Linked DNA regions of Sus scrofa: region 2 is linked to region 1. The links are chromatin contacts, called in public Hi-C maps. All regions are on one chromosome and are shown on one strand. Each heading gives the region's core, a stretch centred on a gene start, on an enhancer-like site or on the middle of the called end of the contact. The rest is flanking DNA. Distances are from core to core; before and after follow the strand shown.

Evidence for each region. A called contact is a pair of places that touch in the nucleus more often than the background predicts.
Region 2: a Hi-C map of fetal heart ventricle shows a contact between it and region 1, with 2.7 times the contacts expected there. The contact joins the enhancer-like site here to the promoter of ATP8B1 in region 1. A contact is called at or near these places in 1 of 5 promoter capture datasets (liver), 5 of 47 Hi-C or Micro-C datasets (embryonic fibroblasts, fetal heart ventricle and liver) and 1 of 2 datasets of contacts at active chromatin or transcription factors (skeletal muscle).

Annotation. Positions count from the first base shown.
Region 1 is chr1:162,934,608-162,937,790 of Sscrofa11.1, reverse strand. ATP8B1 (phospholipid-transporting ATPase IC) reads right to left here and starts at 1,582. Exons shown (of 28, transcript XM_021100031.1): 1 at 1,012-1,582.
Region 2 is chr1:163,043,497-163,046,679 of Sscrofa11.1, reverse strand. ATP8B1 (phospholipid-transporting ATPase IC) reads right to left here. Exons shown (of 28, transcript XM_021100031.1): 18 at 2,433-2,597; 19 at 1,470-1,581; 20 at 341-416. Among named protein-coding and RNA genes, the nearest start is that of SLC51B, 36 kb to the left of the region's middle. Within about 2 kb of position 1,644, at least 1 of the 83 cell types and tissues checked has an H3K27ac peak or open chromatin away from gene starts, as enhancers often do.

The DNA.
Region 1 (3,183 bases), core at 333-2,832:
GGGTGGAGGGGGGACTCATTGGGAGGAAATGGAGCCCAGGTTGCCCTTCTTGTGCCGGTCAAACCCCCTACCCCGTTCTGCATCCTCCCCTGCACCCGAGTCCACCACAGCTGTCACGTATCTACGTTCCAGTCCTCCCCCCTCCCCAAGAAGACTAGGGGCGCACACTCCCTCGGAGAAGTTGGACAAACACAAGCTCTCCTCTCACTTGAAAGGAGTGAGGAAGTGGGGGTGTTAAAGCACTCTCTATTCTCTGCATCACCCCTCCCCCAACAAGTTGCCACTCCGCACGCACACAGCGAGGGGACAGCGCCGGGCACCAAACTAGGGAGGGAAGGAGGTGGCCTGTTGGGAATGCCACGGGAGTTGGCAGATAGGACCTTACAGTCACAGGGGAAAACATCCTTCCCCATCACCGCCCAACGGGCATTAAGGTCGACGGAAGACGTCTAGAAGGTGCCTGATCCCGCAGCAGGCGCGATGGAGAAGATCCCACCCTCCATCCCTCCCCGAAGGGACGGCGGGTACCTTCGGCCCTAAGGTCTTTTTCCAACGCGTTTATATAAGTTCCCAAGGGGGCCCCAGCAGAATCTTGCCAAGAGGGTCTTCCAGAGGGACCCAGACATTGCAGGGAAGCCAGCGGCCCTCCTCAAGGACCCACAAGCCCTGCCAGGTTTGATACTCAGTCTTGAAGCCGGGACGTGTGGATAGCAAAGGAGCGAAGAATTCAGACACCTCCCGCGATTCCCCTCTTCTCCCCGAAGGTGAAACCCCCCTGGCCTTCGTCAGTGCTGCCTGCCCCACCAGCTGTGTCTTCACGTCCCCGAGACCGCAAAAGCCCCGGCATCGCCACCCAAATTCCATCCATGTGGGCTCAGAAGCTCGAGGGTGCGGACAGCTGCTGCCACTGCATCCCGGATCCCTGGAGTCCGCCGCCCCGGGGCCGCCAGGGGACCTGAGGGTCCGGCGGGTGGGGCAGATTAGGGGCCCTGGCGCGGCGCTCCTTCTTACCTGGCGCTCGATGGGCCCCGGCTGGGGCATCCGCCGGGTGCACGCCTCTCCGCGCGCTCGCTGCGCACCTGCCCACCGCTGCCGCCGCCGCGGTCCGCCGGGCCCCAGCGCTGGCAGCCGCGCTAGCTCTTCATGGCGCGCGGGGGCTGGCCCGTGGCCCCGGGAAGCGTGTCCAGTTGGCGGCGGCTCCTCCGGCTCTCGCAGCTCCCAATGGCTCCTCGCCTTACCCCGCCCCGCGTCCGCGCCCCCTTCCTCTGCGGCCTTCCTTTTCCCTCCGCTCCAAGGGACTGGCCAAACTGGTTTCTCCGCTCCCGGGTGGTGCCTCCTGTCTCCTTCTGGCTGCCGCGGCCGCCGCGCGGGGCTGGGGCTGGGGCTGGGGCGGGGGGCGGGCCCGGCCTTCTGCCCTCCCTCTATCCCTCCCGGGGGCGGAGAGGAGCTGGACGGCGAGCCCCGGAGCGAGCAGACACCGCCCAGGTCGAGCCCCGCGCCCTCGGTACGCCCCGGCGGCAGATGGAGACCCCGGCTGAAGCCCGAGCGCTCTCCTCTCCTCGTCTGGCCCGCTCTCAACTCCCCCGACGCTCCCGCCTCCTTGGGGACGCGATTGCCACCCCGCCCCGCCAGCCTCGCGTCACTTTCCCACCGCCCTCGGTCAGGCTGGCCGCCGCTTAGCCCGGTGATCGCGTCAGCCCGGAAAGCTGGCGAGGCCGCCGTTCGCCTGGGACCTGAGCTCCCTCGGTAAGGGGAGCTATACCCTCTCCACGCCAAGTCACGTTCCCGGGCTGGTCACCGATGCGGGTCGCACTTCGCCGCTCTGAGAGTAGAGGAAGAGAGGGCGCTGCTGAAAGATTTCGAGAAACTTGTAATTGCAGCAAGCTGACTTTCTACTGAAACCAAACTCTCTCACCTTTATGGGTTTGGAGTCAAAAGGACTCAGGGTGCAGCGGACGAATGGCACGATGCATTTGAAAATTTTGGACTCACTTGCATGGTTGCTACCTGGTGTCTGGGCGCTTGAATTGCCCCCCACCCCATTACACCAGAAACTTTGTTCCGCAGAATTTCACTGCGCACCTGCTCTGTACAAGTCTTTGGGATAAGAATGGAGGAAAGTCAAAGATAAATTATAGTTTACTTAAAATGTATAGGGGAGATAGGACTCATAGACAAATAACTAGTTGTGGTAGATCAGAAAGCCCCAGATCTTCGGTCTAAGAGTTCAGACTTCCAACTGGGGCTTAAGGAACTTCATTGAAGAAGCCATGCTTGGGGTGGAATTCAAAGACCCAGGGATTTAGGGATCAGTGTTGCATGGAGAGGGTATTCAAAGAGTGGTCTACTAATTTGATTTTAAGTGTATGAAAGACTCAACTGATACTGTTAAACTCTAGACTGCTCTGAGTTTCTTTTTCAGTAGTTACATTTAATCTTTGACTAGGTGGTGCTGGTCAGTCATTTAATTTCTCTGGGTCTCAGTTTCCTCATCCATAAAATAAGTCTGGATCTCACATGGTTTCTTCCAGTGCTTCGTTTTTGAACCCAACAGCAGAGTAAAGCTCTAAAAGCCAGATAACACAAGGGTAGACCAGATGACTGGCATTACAGTGGTAAAACAAGACTAGGGAGGGAACTGGGGCCTGGAAGCAGGCATCAACTAGATGCAGACTAAAGATTTGGTTGAGGGGGGGTTGCCATCAACAAAACAAAAAGACAACCCACTGAACAGAAGAAAATATTAACAAATGATATAACCAAAAAGAGTTAATATCCAAAATATATAATCAGCTCATACAACTTAATATCAAAAAAGCAAACAACCCAATTTAAAAATGTATAGGACAGTTCCCGTTGTGGCGCAGTGGTTAACAAATCTGACTAGGAACCATGAGGTTGCGGGTTCGATCCCTGCCCTTGTTCAGTGGGTTAACGATCCGGTGTTGCCGTGAGCTGTGGTGTAGGTTGCATACTCGGCTCGGATCCCGCTTTGCTGTGGCTCTGGCGTAGGCCAGTGGCTACAGCTTCGATTCGACCCCTAGCCTAGTAACTTCTATATGCCGTGGCAGCGGCCCAAGAAATGGCAAAAAAGACCAAAAAAAAAAAAAAATGTGTAGGGAGTTCCTTTGTGGTGCAGCAGGTTAAAGCTCTAGCGATGTAACTGTAGCCTCTCAGGTTGTT
Region 2 (3,183 bases), core at 395-2,894, 110 kb before region 1:
AGTGAACAAGACAAATCACTAAAGGCTGAAAGAGAAAAAAAATGCATATAATTCATATTAATTGGGTAGTGATGTCTCTCCCAAGCCCACTTCCTTTTTCAGCAGGCACGTCCTGCAGGCTTCCAAGGAATGCAGAAAAATGGCCCCTTGCAACATAAGGTCAGACCATGGTAACTTGGAGCTACGTGTGGTTTCCGTGCTTCATTTGAACTCAAGGAAACTGTAGCAAGTGACACATTCTAGCTCCGGTTTCTCTGTATCTGCTTTGTCTACTGGGTCTAGTCTTGCTTTTATAAAAATGAGAAGTTCCATTCTTTCATACTGCAGACCCCCTACTCACTTTATATCTTCTCCATAGCAGATAGTGGTATCTTCTGTAAGAAGTTCACAGGCAAACCCTATATTTTCAGCAGTTTCTACAACAGACAAAAATTAAGTCAAATGTCATTCTTACTGATGAATTTAATAATGGACTAGAGTAACGATGATTTTCTCAATGGATGAAATGACACAGATTCAATCAAAGATGCTGTTTTGCTGTAGCAGTGGATGGAAATCACATAATGCAACAATTTTTCCCCCATAAATCAGTGAATAGATGAATAAATAAGTGTAAGTCAAAGCCTGGTTGAGATGTTTTCAATAATAAAAGTGCTATAATATCAAATACACAAATTGGTTATTTAATAAATCAACGTTCATTGAAATACCGAACACATTTAGTTCATGGGGTTTAATAATTCTGTTATGGGGGGGAGAACAAGGATTACCATATCCGTAAGCCCTTACATGAGGCACCTATCAGAGTTTTTTCCTCTGTTTCCCACCACCAACACCACCACAAACAACAACAACAACATTGTTATTTGTTTAGGGTCAGACTTAATCCCTTAGCTTATCAGAGTGTGTAACCCATCAACGATGTCAAGCAGAGTAAGAGAAATGATCTAGATTCTTAGGAGAGGCCTGTGGAGTAAAGAATCAGTGCGAACAACTTGTTGAGGTCTAAATTTAAAAAAATCTTCCCTTGGATATAATATTTTAATTATAATTTTCAAGCAATAAAAGGGCCAAAGAAAACAAAAGTTGTTGTTTAGCGTTTTGTCCTGTTCCACTCTCTGCCCAACAGATGTCAAAGCACTGGGGAGGACAGGAGGGACCAGAGTGGTGGCCCTTTCAGGATAGGACCCCATGTCTGGCTGGAGCGATAAGACAAAACACAATCAGCGAGCCACAACCAGGAGTTCAATTATAAGTAACACACTCTGCTACTGAGGGAGTTTCAGGAAGGATGCGGTCAGTGAGGGCTGGAATAACAGAAGGGACTCCTTAGGGAAAGCATCTCCGCCCCTAAGAAATGGACAGTGTTTGTTCAGGATGAAAGTCTACGAAGGTCACCTTGAGCAAGGGAAACAGGAGCTATAAATAATTGTGCATTAACAAATACACTTCCCTGCCAACCGCATTACCCTTTTTGTCTCCGGTAAGCACCCAGATCTTAATGTCAGCTTTTGCAAGTTTTGAAATGGTTTCTGGGACGCCATCCTGTAGCTTGTCTTCAATAGCTGTAGCTCCCAATAGCTGGATTGTACATTAAGAGAGAGGAATTAGCACATAAGCAAAAACACGTTCTGTAACAGCTGCCAACCTGTTGAAAGAAGGGCTACTTTTAAACCCCAGTAGGTGCTCTACTGGGGACAATGGCATTTTCAGGGAAGGTAGCTGTGTTTCACACCAAAAACCAAACAGCCAAACACTTTTTTCTTCATTTGCCAAGACAAAAAATCTAAGTACAAATCAAGAACATTAAAAATATACTTTCATTGTGTGTATACTACTCTATACAAACGCAAACCAAGTTCTCCTGGTAAAGGTCAATACTGGCTATCTGTTGAACATTTCTCTTTAAACTCCACAGGCAATACATGTTAAACTTTGAAAAATCTCTTTACCAATGGTATATTTTTCTTATTTCAAGATTTTAGGAAATGTAAATCATTTCAGTAATTCTCACAATGTAGTGAGTATGTGGTGGTTTATTAATGTGTAAAAATTACAATAAGTGATATGAAAATAACAGAATCACAATCTCCTAATATTTTCTGTCTTTGGTTTCTCATAATGGCAACTTCTATTTTGCTTGCCGAACAAAAGAAATTCAGCTGACCTGTACCAATTTCAAATATGGAAGTAAGAATTATCTTTCAAGCACAAGATCAAAAATGTAATAAAACTTGGAGTTTTCTTGTGGTGCAGCGGGCTAAGGATCTGGCATTCTCACACAACAGCTTGGGTTGCTGCTGAGGCCCGGGTTCAGCCCCGGCCAAGGAACTTCCATGGACTGCAGGTGTAGCCAAAAAAAAGGTAATAAAAATAAAATCTCCAATTCTGTTTGGAATATCAAGGAAACTGTTATGAAGGTTAAAACTCACAATTAAGTCTTTTTCAATCTCCTCATATACTTTGTCCAGAGCTTCATCCCGGTTGCTTGAGGCTATACTGGCAGCCATAAACTTTTTATTCCATTCTTCAAATTCTTTTTCTTCAATTTCTTTATAGCAAAGGCACAGGGTTCTAAGAGTCTCACTTGCAAAGATCTGTTTTATTTAAAAGACAATCCATCCACCCAAAGAACAGTTAATGTAATTCAAGATTTATGAAATCTTACTTTGAAGTAGTTCAATAAGAGAATTTACAAAGAAATAGTGGGAGATGGATTCTGTACACATACATTCCATACAAGAGATTAAACAAATACTTTGTTTATCTAAATATTCTCAAGACTCTAGGGCTATATTTATAGTTCCCAGATTATTAACGGGAAAAGAAAACCTTCCCTCTAAATCAAGTCATGAAAATGAAACACAAACAAACAAAACCCTTTTTCCCTTGATGACTAAAAAAATAACAGACCAAGGAAGCTACCCTGGGGTATAATGATGTTGTAAACCAGACATGACAACCTTATAATTTGTTCCCACAAACTGTTACAAGTCCAATCAACTATGACCTCGCAACCAAGGATTATTCCCTTGAACCGATTCGGAACTCCATGAGCCACTGCTAAAGCTGGGATAAAACATTTTGATGAAAAAAGAGTCTCTGGAGAATGTAATCATGGTGAACAAATTGAAGCCATTTAAATACAAACCAGTAAAAATGTTATGTTACTTCACAGCCACA